Linked DNA regions of Sus scrofa: regions 1 and 2 are each linked to region 3. Evidence: chromatin contacts called from public HiChIP or PLAC-seq data. All regions are on one chromosome and are shown on one strand. Each heading gives the region's core, a stretch centred on a gene start, on an enhancer-like site or on the middle of the called end of the contact. The rest is flanking DNA. Distances are from core to core; before and after follow the strand shown. Region 1 holds the start of INPP5B (type II inositol 1,4,5-trisphosphate 5-phosphatase). Region 2 holds the start of SF3A3 (splicing factor 3A subunit 3). Region 3 holds the start of GNL2 (nucleolar GTP-binding protein 2).

The links. HiChIP or PLAC-seq counts read pairs in DNA pulled down with a chosen protein or histone mark.
Region 1: a contact with region 3 is called in an H3K27ac HiChIP or PLAC-seq map of alveolar macrophages. The contact joins the promoter of INPP5B here to the promoter of GNL2 in region 3. A contact is called at or near these places in 1 of 47 Hi-C or Micro-C datasets (undifferentiated spermatogonia) and 1 of 2 datasets of contacts at active chromatin or transcription factors (alveolar macrophages).
Region 2: a contact with region 3 is called in an H3K27ac HiChIP or PLAC-seq map of alveolar macrophages. The contact joins the promoter of SF3A3 here to the promoter of GNL2 in region 3. A contact is called at or near these places in 1 of 47 Hi-C or Micro-C datasets (epiblast stem cells) and 1 of 2 datasets of contacts at active chromatin or transcription factors (alveolar macrophages).

Annotation. Positions count from the first base shown.
Region 1 is chr6:93,942,356-93,945,973 of Sscrofa11.1, forward strand. INPP5B (type II inositol 1,4,5-trisphosphate 5-phosphatase) reads right to left here and starts at 2,043. Exons shown (of 25, transcript XM_021095974.1): 1 at 1,920-2,043; 2 at 1,133-1,216; 3 at 380-477. The coding sequence starts at 1,189. It overlaps LOC106510652 (a long non-coding RNA gene), which reads left to right. Exons shown (of 3, transcript XR_002344973.1): 2 at 276-351.
Region 2 is chr6:93,974,423-93,977,692 of Sscrofa11.1, forward strand. It overlaps SF3A3 (splicing factor 3A subunit 3), which reads right to left and starts at 1,902. Exons shown (of 17, transcript XM_003127795.2): 1 at 1,641-1,902; 2 at 1,324-1,371. The coding sequence starts at 1,736.
Region 3 is chr6:93,644,445-93,648,034 of Sscrofa11.1, forward strand. GNL2 (nucleolar GTP-binding protein 2) reads right to left here and starts at 1,536. Exons shown (of 16, transcript XM_021095967.1): 1 at 1,320-1,536. The coding sequence starts at 1,383.

The DNA.
Region 1 (3,618 bases), core at 793-3,292, 300 kb after region 3:
TGGCAGCTACAGCTCCTATTCGACCCCTAGCCTGGAAACTTCCATATGTTACAGGTGCGGCCCTAAAAAAGACCAAAAAAAAAAAAAAAATCAGAAGTAACAAAGCCTGGTTTGAACCCAAGCAGGCAGAGGCTCAAGATCTGAAGCAGTACATTAAACTATCTTTTCTTGAGAAGCTTCCTCATCAATTTTGAAGAGTGTATGAGCTAATGACATGTAGGGCTTGGAATATACTTGTTCAAAAAAATTAACTATCATTATTATAATTATTCTAGAAGCCTCAGACTCTGCCCTGGAGGGATACATGAAATCCTGCTGGAGGAACAGTGGAGAATAAACCCCGAGGCCCAGGTAAGCAAGGACCAAACATGGCACTTACGCGTGTTCCTGGCCACCATGCTCCAGGCGGTAGCGCACGAGTCCCAGGAGGCGGCTCTGCCTGCTGTCCCCCTCACACAGCACACCTTGCACTGCCTGCTGCTCAGAGTCAAGGCAAACCAAAAGGAAGCCAGCACCCAGGCCTCTCCCAACCCAGGCCACCCCACCTTCCCTGCCCTACCCTCACCGACACAGACTCGCTGGGTGACCCTGGGCAAGTCGCTTCACCTCTCTGACTTTTTCTCATCTGTGATATGGTGATAATAATTCCCAGCTTCACAGCAGGTAGGAGGATAACTGAGTATGTAAAACACCTGGCAGAGAGTCTGGGACTGGATAAATGCTTAATAAGTGCTGGTTTCTGGAGTTCCCATCGTGGCTCATCAGTAATGAACCCGACTAGTATCCATGAGGACGTGGATTTGATTCCTGGCCTCGCTCAGTGGGTTAAGGATCCAGCGTTGCTGTGAGCTGCGGTGTGGGTTGCACACATGGCTCAGTTCTGGTGTTGCTGTGGCTGTGGCATGGGCCGGCATCTGCAGCTCCAATTGGACCCCTAGCTTGGGAACTTCCATGTGCCGCAGGTGAGGCCTTAAAGTTAAAAAAAAAAAAAAGTGCTGGTTTCCTTCTCCCTGCATGCCGCCTCCCCCCCCCACCCCCACCCCCCCCGACCCCATGGCACAGAGAGAGGGAGGCAAGCAGATACACACGTGCGGACACCAGTCATTCCACTTGCCAAGGCCAGGCAGGATATGATGAGGCAGTACTCCCCCTCAGCCAGGGTCTCCTGGATGGCCACAGACTGGTCCATGCTGGGCCCCCGCTGAGCAGACACACCCTGGGGGAGGGCAAACGGGGGCTCCTTAAGTCAACAAGTCTCCCAGTGGGTGATGGAGCTGCCTCCGAGGGCTGGGGGCAGGGAGGAGGGGCTTTTGTGCTGGGAGAGGGTGGAGGAGGCCGGATCCTCTCCCTCCTCCTCCCCGCCCCTCCCCTCTAGAATGGACCTCTTAGTTTCTAGGGAGAGGGGCCAAACCTTTGCCTCTGGTGGGAGGTACAATGTGCTGTACCACCCTTTGTCTGGAAGGGCATCCAAGCGTTTCTAAATGGGGTCCAGTCTACTTGTCGGATGTGGAGTGGTGCCTTGTCCCATTACTGGAGAGCAGGACACTGTCCCACTGCTCCTGGGATGGAGCTCTGCCTCTCTTTTGGGGGAGCAGAATGAGTCCTGCTGGCACCTCTCAGGGAGGTGTCAGAGGGGTATCTCCATGGGGTTGTGGAGAAACCCTGTTCCTCTCAGAAAAGGAGCCTCTCAGCCTGGACAAGTCCTGTGCTCCTTTCCTTGGAGATGGGAAAGTGTCCCGTTGCTCCTTGGCCCTCCCCCAGCCCAGCAGGCCCCATTGCATCAGCCGCAGGCCAGGGTGTCTGGTTCTGACAGCCTCAGGACAGGGGTCCCGGCCCTCAAGTTGTCCAGTCCCTCCTGCTCAGCCCTGCCTGGCTTCCCTGCTCCCACCAGCTCCTGCTACCCTGCCATTGCCACCTACCTCTAGAGCTGTCACCGCTGCTGGCGGTGCGGAACACCGCGGCCCGGCCCCGGGGCCCAGCCAGGGACTACATTTCCCAGCAGCCCCTGCGCCACAGGCTGGTCAGCCGCCTGCAAGTCCCAGCATGCCCGCGCCAATCCCTAGGGGAGGGCCCTCCTGTCCCTGCCCCGGGTAACCCCTTAGGACCTGGGATAGAATGGGCTCCTATTCCAACAACGTTTTCCTAAGGACTGCTCCTGCCTCACCGTCCACCCTCTGTCATGGAGCCAGAACCTCCTGCCCAGGGCCCAGGAAGAAGATGGTCACTTTAAGGGACAACATTTTCTCCTGAGTGTCCTCCTCAGCTCTCAACACTGGCCTCTACTGGAACTCTCCCTCCCCAAATAATTACCCCAACCTAGCTTAAAGGAGAACAACACTATGAAGAACCACAGTCCCCATTTTCCAGGTGAAGAAACTGAGGCTCAGGTTGCATAATTTGACCAAGGCCCCACCGCAGCTAGCAAAGTGGCAAAATGGGGCCTCTATTTAAAGTCTGATTCCAGAGTTCCCATTGTGGCTCAGAGGAAATGAATCTGACTAGTATCCAAGAGGATGGAGGTTTGATCCTTGGCCTGGGTCAGTGGGTTAAGGATCCGGCATTGCCATGAGCTGTGATGTAGGTTGCAGACGCAGCTCGAATCCTGCATCACTGTGGCTATGGTATAGCCTGGCAGCTACAGCTCCGATTCAGCCCCTAGACTAGGAACTTCCATGTGCCACAGATGCTGCCCTAAAAAGACAAAAAAAAAAAAAAAAAAAAAAATCCTAATTACAACTTCTTTGCCATCAACACTGCCACGTGTGCATTTCCTCCCTTAGCCTCAGCAGTGTCTGTGATGGCAGCACCCGGTCCTGCCTGCCTCATGGGGCTGTTTGAGGTTCATGGATACAAACGCTTCATAAAGGGTGTGACCCTGTGCATATACAGTACTTCGCTGAGACCCCATCCTCTCTCCTTCTCAGGGAGGAAAGAGGTCAGGGAAGGGGGTCCCTTGGCTCTCAAGAGAGCCTGAGTGTTGACTTTGTTGTTCTCCAGCCCCTTCCCCTCGTTCACCTGGCCTCAGGCACCTGGGTAAAGCATCCCTCCTTTGGGACCTCGATTTCCCCACCTAAGATAAGGACAAAAAGGGCCAGCTCAGATCAGGGAGTCCAGCCTATTGGCCATTTGAGTAAACTGTAAGCTCCCCCAATAGTCTCACCCCAGTGTAGTTTGTGGCACACAGGTAACCTTCAGGATATGTTTATTGAATTAGCAAATTACCTTAATAAATACTCCTTCTCTCAAGCTTTGAGCCAAGCTGAAGGGTCAGTCCTGGGGAAGAAGTGACCATGCGATTTTCTTCTTTTTTCTTTGGAGGCATATGGAGGTCAAATCGGAGCTGCAGCTGGAGCCTAGGCCACAGCCATGCTGGATCCGAGCTGCGTCTGTCACATATGCCACAGCTTACTGCAATGCTGGATCCTTAACCCACTGAGCCAGGCGAGGGATTGAACCCACATCCTCAGAGAGACAACGTCAGGTCCTTAATCCACCGAGCCACAGTGGGAACTCTGACCACGTGATTTCTAACCCATCTTCCCTCCTCTTGCCCTAAGCTGAGGGTTGCTGCCTTAGTGACCAGTTCAGGTTTGTACATGTAAACCTCTTGCAGAAACA
Region 2 (3,270 bases), core at 652-3,151, 330 kb after region 3:
TGAACCATATAAGGAAGTCACTCTGATACAAAGCAGTTCCCACCTAAGACCCTCAAAGATAAACGGATAGTCAAAGATGTTTTCCATTATTTCAAAAAGCTTGTCTGAGGAGTTCCTGTCATGGCTCAGCGGAAAAATAATCTGACTAGGATCCATGTGGATGCAGGTTCGATCCCTGGCCTCAATCAGTGGGTTAAGGATCGGGCGTTGCCGTGAGCTGTGGTGTAGGTCACAGACATAGCTCGAATCTGGTGTGGCTGTGGCTGTGGTAATGGCTGGCGGCTACAGCTCCGATGTGAGCCCTAGCCTGGGAACCACCATGTGCCGCGTGTGTGGCCCTAAAAAGACAAAAAAAAAAAAAAAAAAAAAAAAAAAAAGCTTAACTGAGGAGTGCACATGCTAAATAAAACATCACACAGTCTCCTCCAGATTCAAACTCAGGATGGAACAAGTACACAGTCTCTTCTCCAAAGCTTTCAGGACCAGATTTGTTTCAGAATTTGAAGTTTTTAATTTCAGGAAGGCACTATATATAATATACCTAGTGGAATCTGGAACACACATTAATAGTTCTGCAGTGAAATTTATGCACTATTTATTCAATGGGATAAAGACAATAAAAAGGTCTCTCATCTGTTCATATCAAGTCAGATTTTTGCCACCAAGTAATTAAAAGAACAAATAACCTTTTGTTTTTGGAGTACTTTGCTTTTGGGAATTTAGCTAAGGGACTAGGGCTTATAATATTAATTATGTCCTCCAAACTAGAAATTCTGATTAGATCTTTTTTCCCTTTCTAAATAGGTTTCAAACACGCAAAAACAGAGCTAGAAAGCACAGTATAATGAACCTCCACTTACCTACCACTCAGTTTTAATACGTACCAACATTTTAGTTTTGACTCTTTCTAAAAAAAAATGGAACTATTACTAGAAAAATGCAGCCTGGTAAGCAAAAAATATTTCAATACAGTGTTCTGAGAGGAAAACACTAATACACAGCATTCTCTTTGGGGGAGAAGGCAGAGTACCGTCTGAGTTTGAATCACTATAACTACTCTTTGGTCATCCACTGGACAGAGGAGGCTTTAAAGAGGCATCTTCCCCGGTAATGAATAATGAATGAGTTTCCCATTCAAAGAAGTGAGCAAGGGCAGTTAAGCACCCTCAGGTTTGGCAGCGTGTGGACATTTGGCAGGCATACAAACCCTCGACTGGCCAATCTGGTTACCTGTGGCCAGGGCTCCTGTTGACACCCGTGTCCCCCCTCCTCCCTCTTCCAGTCCATCACGACCCAAAGAGAAGCGAACAGCAGGGCACTCACATCTTGCATGGCCCGTGTGCGGTGGTCAGAATTGATCTGGTCCCGGAGCTGAAGAAAGGCAAACGGTGACAAGGACGCCGTTAGTCGTTGTTCTGGAGTTAGGACGGGCGCCCGAGGGCGGAGCTTACCCGCTCAGGTCTTAGCGGCCCAAGCCGAGAGGCCTCTGGGCGCAGGGCCCGGGGAGAATGTTACCAAGGCGAGAGTTTCGGGAGCGAGTCCGGGGAGGGGGCGGGCGCGGAGCAGGTCTGGGGCTCTCTGAGGTTAAACACGGGCAAGGGGCCCAGTTTCAGGGGTACCCCTGCCCAGGCCCCACTCACCGTGGACTTCTTGGTGAGCATCTCTTTAGCCATGACGTCCATAAGCCGTTCCTTCTCCTCATGATAGCGCCGCTGTTGCTCCAGAATCGTCTCCATCGTCCCTCCTCCCGAGCCGCAAGGCGGACCACCGAAACGGCCGGAAACGACTTCTGCCGCCTTGCGCGCCCGCGTCGCCGAGCCGCGCGTCCGGCTGCACCAAAGTTCCGCGGCTGCCGGAAGTGCTTCGAAGACTCGACGAAAAGTGAGCACCGCGGGAGACCCAATCAGTGCTCGGGACACGGCTGCAGTGCCCCCTGCTGGCCGGGGGTGTGTTGCGCGATGCCCAACGGTTTCCAGGTGCCTCTAGGGGGCAGGCAGATATCCACCAACACCCTGGCTTCAAGGGATCTGACCTGGTTTTCCGGGGCCTCCTGAGGCCGAGAGGGTAGGAAACTGGATGAGTGGTTGAAGCGTATGGATGGGAGTAGGGAACCGGAACTTGAGTCTCCAGCTCTTTGTGTGACCTTTGACAAAGTTTTTCTCTTCTCGGGACCTCCGTGTCCTTGTCAGTAAAATGGGGATGAGAGCAGGGTTTTTTTTCTTTTTTTCTTTTTTTTTTTGCTTTTTAGGGCCGCACTTGCAGCATATGGAGGGTTCCAGGCTAGGGGTCCAATCAGAGCTACAGCTGCCGGCCTACACCTTAGCCACAGCAACGCAGGATCCCAGATGCTTCTGCGACCTATACCACAGCTCACCACAACGCCAGATCCTTAACCCACTGAAAAACGCCAGGGATTGAACCCACTACCTCATGGTTCTTAGGTGGATTCGTTTCCACTGCGCCACGACGGGAACTCCTCCTTTCCTTTTCTTTGCCTTCCTTCCTTTTTCTTTCTTTCTGCATATGTGGAAGCATCCTAATTGTCGATCAGCAGGGGGCTGGTTAAATAAAATATGGTACATCCAAGAAGCAAAATGCTATTCGGCTTTAAAAAAAAAAAAAGTGAAGCAAGTCCATATGTCCACTTCTAGGTAGAGAAATGAAAACAAGTCCATATGTTCAGATGTTCATAGCAGTGATATTCATTATAGACAGAAACAGGATGCAACTCACAAATCCATTAACTGGTAAATGGGCAAACCAAATGTGATGTGTCCATATAATGGAATATTATTCAGCAATAAAGGAATGCTGAGATATGGACGAACCATGAAAACATCACACTAAGTGAAAGAAGCCAGACACAAAAAGTGACATAGCTTATGTCCAGATGGCATATCTATACACAGTAAACGAGTGGTTTCCTGCTGCTGGAGGTGAGACAGGAAGCAACTGCAAAAGACACAGGAAATCTTTTGGGGGATGATAAAAATGTTCTAAAATTGGATTGTGGTGATAGTTGCACAGCTGTGATAAATTTCCTAAAATTAATTGAATTGTACACTTAACTTGGGTGAATTTTATGGTATGTAACTTCTACCTCAGTAGAAGCTGTTTAAAAATTCTGTTGGGGGAGTTCCTGTTGTGGAGCAGCAGAAACAATTCTGACTAGTATCCATAAGGATGTGGGTTTGATCCCTGGCCTCACTCAGTGGGTCTGGGATCTGGTGGTGCTGTGAGCTGTGGCGTAGATTGCAGATGCAGCTCAGA
Region 3 (3,590 bases), core at 286-2,785:
CAATAATCCTATAAAGACAGATACATTATCCCCATTCTGCAGGTGAGAAACTGAGGCACAGTAGGCAGACATCTCGTACAAAGCCACAAATGGCAGAGCCAGAATTTGGACAAAAGCATCTGGCCACGACCTGTGTTCTTAACTACTAAGATGCCTTCCTCTGGGCCTCAGTTTAACAAATACTGAGCACCTGCTATAAGCAAAGCATCATGAAGACTATGATTCTAATACATATATGTTCCTAATGTACCAGCTTTTTCATTTCCCAATGTTTGATCTCAGTGTAATCAACAGCAAATAAATAGTAATTCTTGCCTTACACCTCAGAGAGAAAAAGGACAAATGAGCATACTGGCCTGGCTTCTCAAGTCACCTGTCTACTCCTGAAGTGATGCAGTAGAAAACAGACTGAAATCACAGGACTGGTGGCTCTACTACTCACTAACTGTACCAACTGTGACAAGCCACTTGCCCTATTTTGGCTAGGTCTCTTCATCTATCATGTCTTGGTCTGTAACGGCCTTATCGGGTCTAACTGTAAAATTCCAGTCTACACCAGCGGAATAATTTATCAGCAATCTAGGGAAAACATTCAACATGAATCAAAATTTAAAAAAAACCTTTAAGCCATATCTTAATACATTTTATTAACCAAACCCGAATGGAAGGGACTCCCCCCAAAGTTATCTTGTTCATCTTGTGGTGGAACCTCACACACATCTTAAAAAACATCTTTACTGAAATGACTGTAGTGATTTATCTGCAGCGTTTTCTATGCACTTTACCAGACGGGACGACCCCAAGAGCCAAATCTACAATTTCTTTCTCATTTCAATGGTCAAAGCAAAGGTGGCAGGCAAGTGTGGGCCAGTGCAAAAGGCCAGCTGGGTCGGGCTACATCCCTTTTAGTCTTGATTTCATCTAATTTACTTTTAGTAATTCCTTGAGCTGGAGAGCTGGACTCATACAAGACTGAACTATATTGGGGAAGGGGCTTCAACACGTGACACACACAGGAACACAAGAAGTCACATTTAAGAGCCCCCTGACAACTCGGAGCTTGCACCTCTCAGTCGGAGACGCCCTAAGACTGCCAGGCCTGAGTGTTCACTTCTCCCGGCTTTAGACCCATTGCCTGGCATCTAGTCTTGACGGACGTGCCAGAGTCAGCCCTCCTCAGGGCCTCCGAACAAGGAATTATCCTCCTTCTCATCCTCAAAGGCCACTTTGCTTGAGCTCAGTTCATGTAAAACCACCCGGCGTCCCTCCCCCCAAGCTTCCTCCAAAGCCCCACCCTCCGCGAGCCCCGCTGCCTGTACCGGGATTTGTGCTGGCATTAGAAGGGTTGATAGTACTCCGTCCTTTGTACTTGGGCTTCACCATCTTGCCGAAGGGACGGGGACCGGAGTGCTGGGTCCGGCCTGTGTCAGGTAAAACAGCTCTTAACTTCCCAAAACGAACCGAGGTCACCCGCTCGAACTACGCTGGACCGCGTGCGCAGGCCGACGTCACTTCCGCTCGCACCCCGTGCTTCCCCCGAACGACTTCCGGCGAACGCGCGCCGCCGCACTCCTGGCTCCGCCCCCGCGCCGGCCTCTTAGATGTTTCCTTGCGTCCAGCCCCGCCTCGCTTTCTCCCTAGCAACCGCCAAGCTACATTCCATAGCAACCGCCTGGTTACCCAGGACGCGCGGCCTAGAACCGCTAGTGGAGTCCACGCACAAACTTAGGTGCCTCTTCCCAGGTCAATGACACAAGCTTGAGTTTAATTATCTTCTGAATTTGTCCTCTAAGCCCTTCCAAACGTCGCCGACCACACAGCAGCTAAATACCAACTAGATCTTGTCACCCTTCTTAAAATTCCAGAGAGAGAGAAAGAGAGAGAGATTTAAACTCTTGGCCATTCCTGCAGAATTCTGCATGATCTGGTCCCTGCGTATTTACTTGACCTCATTTGTACCTCCCTCCTTCTGGTTATTCTGACATTTACACTGGCTGTTCCTTCTGCCTGAATCATCATTTCCCTAAACCTTTGCATAGCTAGTTCCTTCTGATCTTTCAGTTCTTAGCTCAAATGTCACCTACTGGTAGGGTTGCAAGTGTTAGCAAATAAAAAAACAGGATTGCCCAATTAAATTTGTTATTCTTTCCCCAGTTAAATTTGAATTCCAGATAAACAATGGAATATATTTTAGTATAAGTATGCCCCAGGCAATATTTGGGACATACTTATACTAAACATGTTTATTATTTATATGAAATTCAAATTTAATTGGGCATCCTGTATTTTATCCGGCAACCCTTTCTTCTGGGAGAAGTCTTTCCTGTCTAATTGGTCTAACTCAGCCATCTCCCATTCTTCTGTAGTTATTCGCTTATAGTATTTGGTTGTATTTATTTCATGGCACTTATTCTTACTTGAAATTAGGTTGTTTCCAAGTTTATCGGCTGCTTCCCCCAAACTGGATTGCAAGCTTCTTGAGAGTAGAGACCTCAAAAGTTTGTTCACTGCTGTGTCTACAAGACTTCAAAAAAACCTTGAAATATAGTAAGGACTAAATACATATTCACTGAATGAAGGAATGAATGGATGACATCTTAGCTAGGGCTGCTATAAAAAAATACCATAGACTGAGTGGCTTAAACCACAAACATTGATTTCTCATCATGCTGGGGGCTGGGAAGTCAAAGGTCAGGGTGCCCGCATGGTTTGGTTCCTAGTGAGAACTCTCTTCCTAGCTTGTAGACATCTATCTTCTCACTGTATCCTCACAGGCTGGGGAAAGGGGAAGGTCACTGGTCTCTTCCTCTCCTTAGAAGGGCACTAATCCCATCATGGGCTGCATCCTCATGACCTCATCTAAACCTAATTATCCTCCCAATACCATCACATCAGGGATTAGAGTTTCAATACATAAGTTTTGTCAATACATAACATTTAGTCACTAGCAGATGGGAATATCTCCACATTCCTGAAGGGAAATGAGGGCAGTAAGACCTAGCAGTTTCTGTTTTGACTAGCTAAAATAAAGTCTCTAGGTGTCTGTGTTTCAACCTCCCTCTTTTTTTGGCACTTCAAGTTGCCAGGAAGGGTCCATCACTGTGGTCCATCCTCTCCTACGGGAGAGGCCAGAGAAGAAGTACTTAGGCAGGAAGAAGGTGGATCCTGTGCTGGCGTGTAGCTCATCCCAGAAAAACAAACAACTTGATATAAAGTGAGGTCCTCGAATTGTGGGACGGATGACTGAGTCTGTGAGTCTGAAACAAACAAACTCCCAAACATTCTTTCTAGAGAAAAAACAGGCCATGCCCTAGACAGGAGTGGGAAATACCTTCTCTCCCTTGAGAATCACTTTTATTGCCCCCAGGGCAATAGCAGGAGCTTAAACACAACTTTGCTGAAATGGCCCTGACCTTGACACGGTGTTTGAAGGAGCATCTGAGAGCTGGTCAGAAGCAACTTCATGCCCTGTGAAGATCCAAAGTTGTCCCCTTCTGCCTCACACTGTCCCTTTGGTCCCCTAAACAAGGGTGCAAAAGCCCACTTCCAGAGAAGAGACAAGGATAATATGTTTCTGATGCCTCAATTAG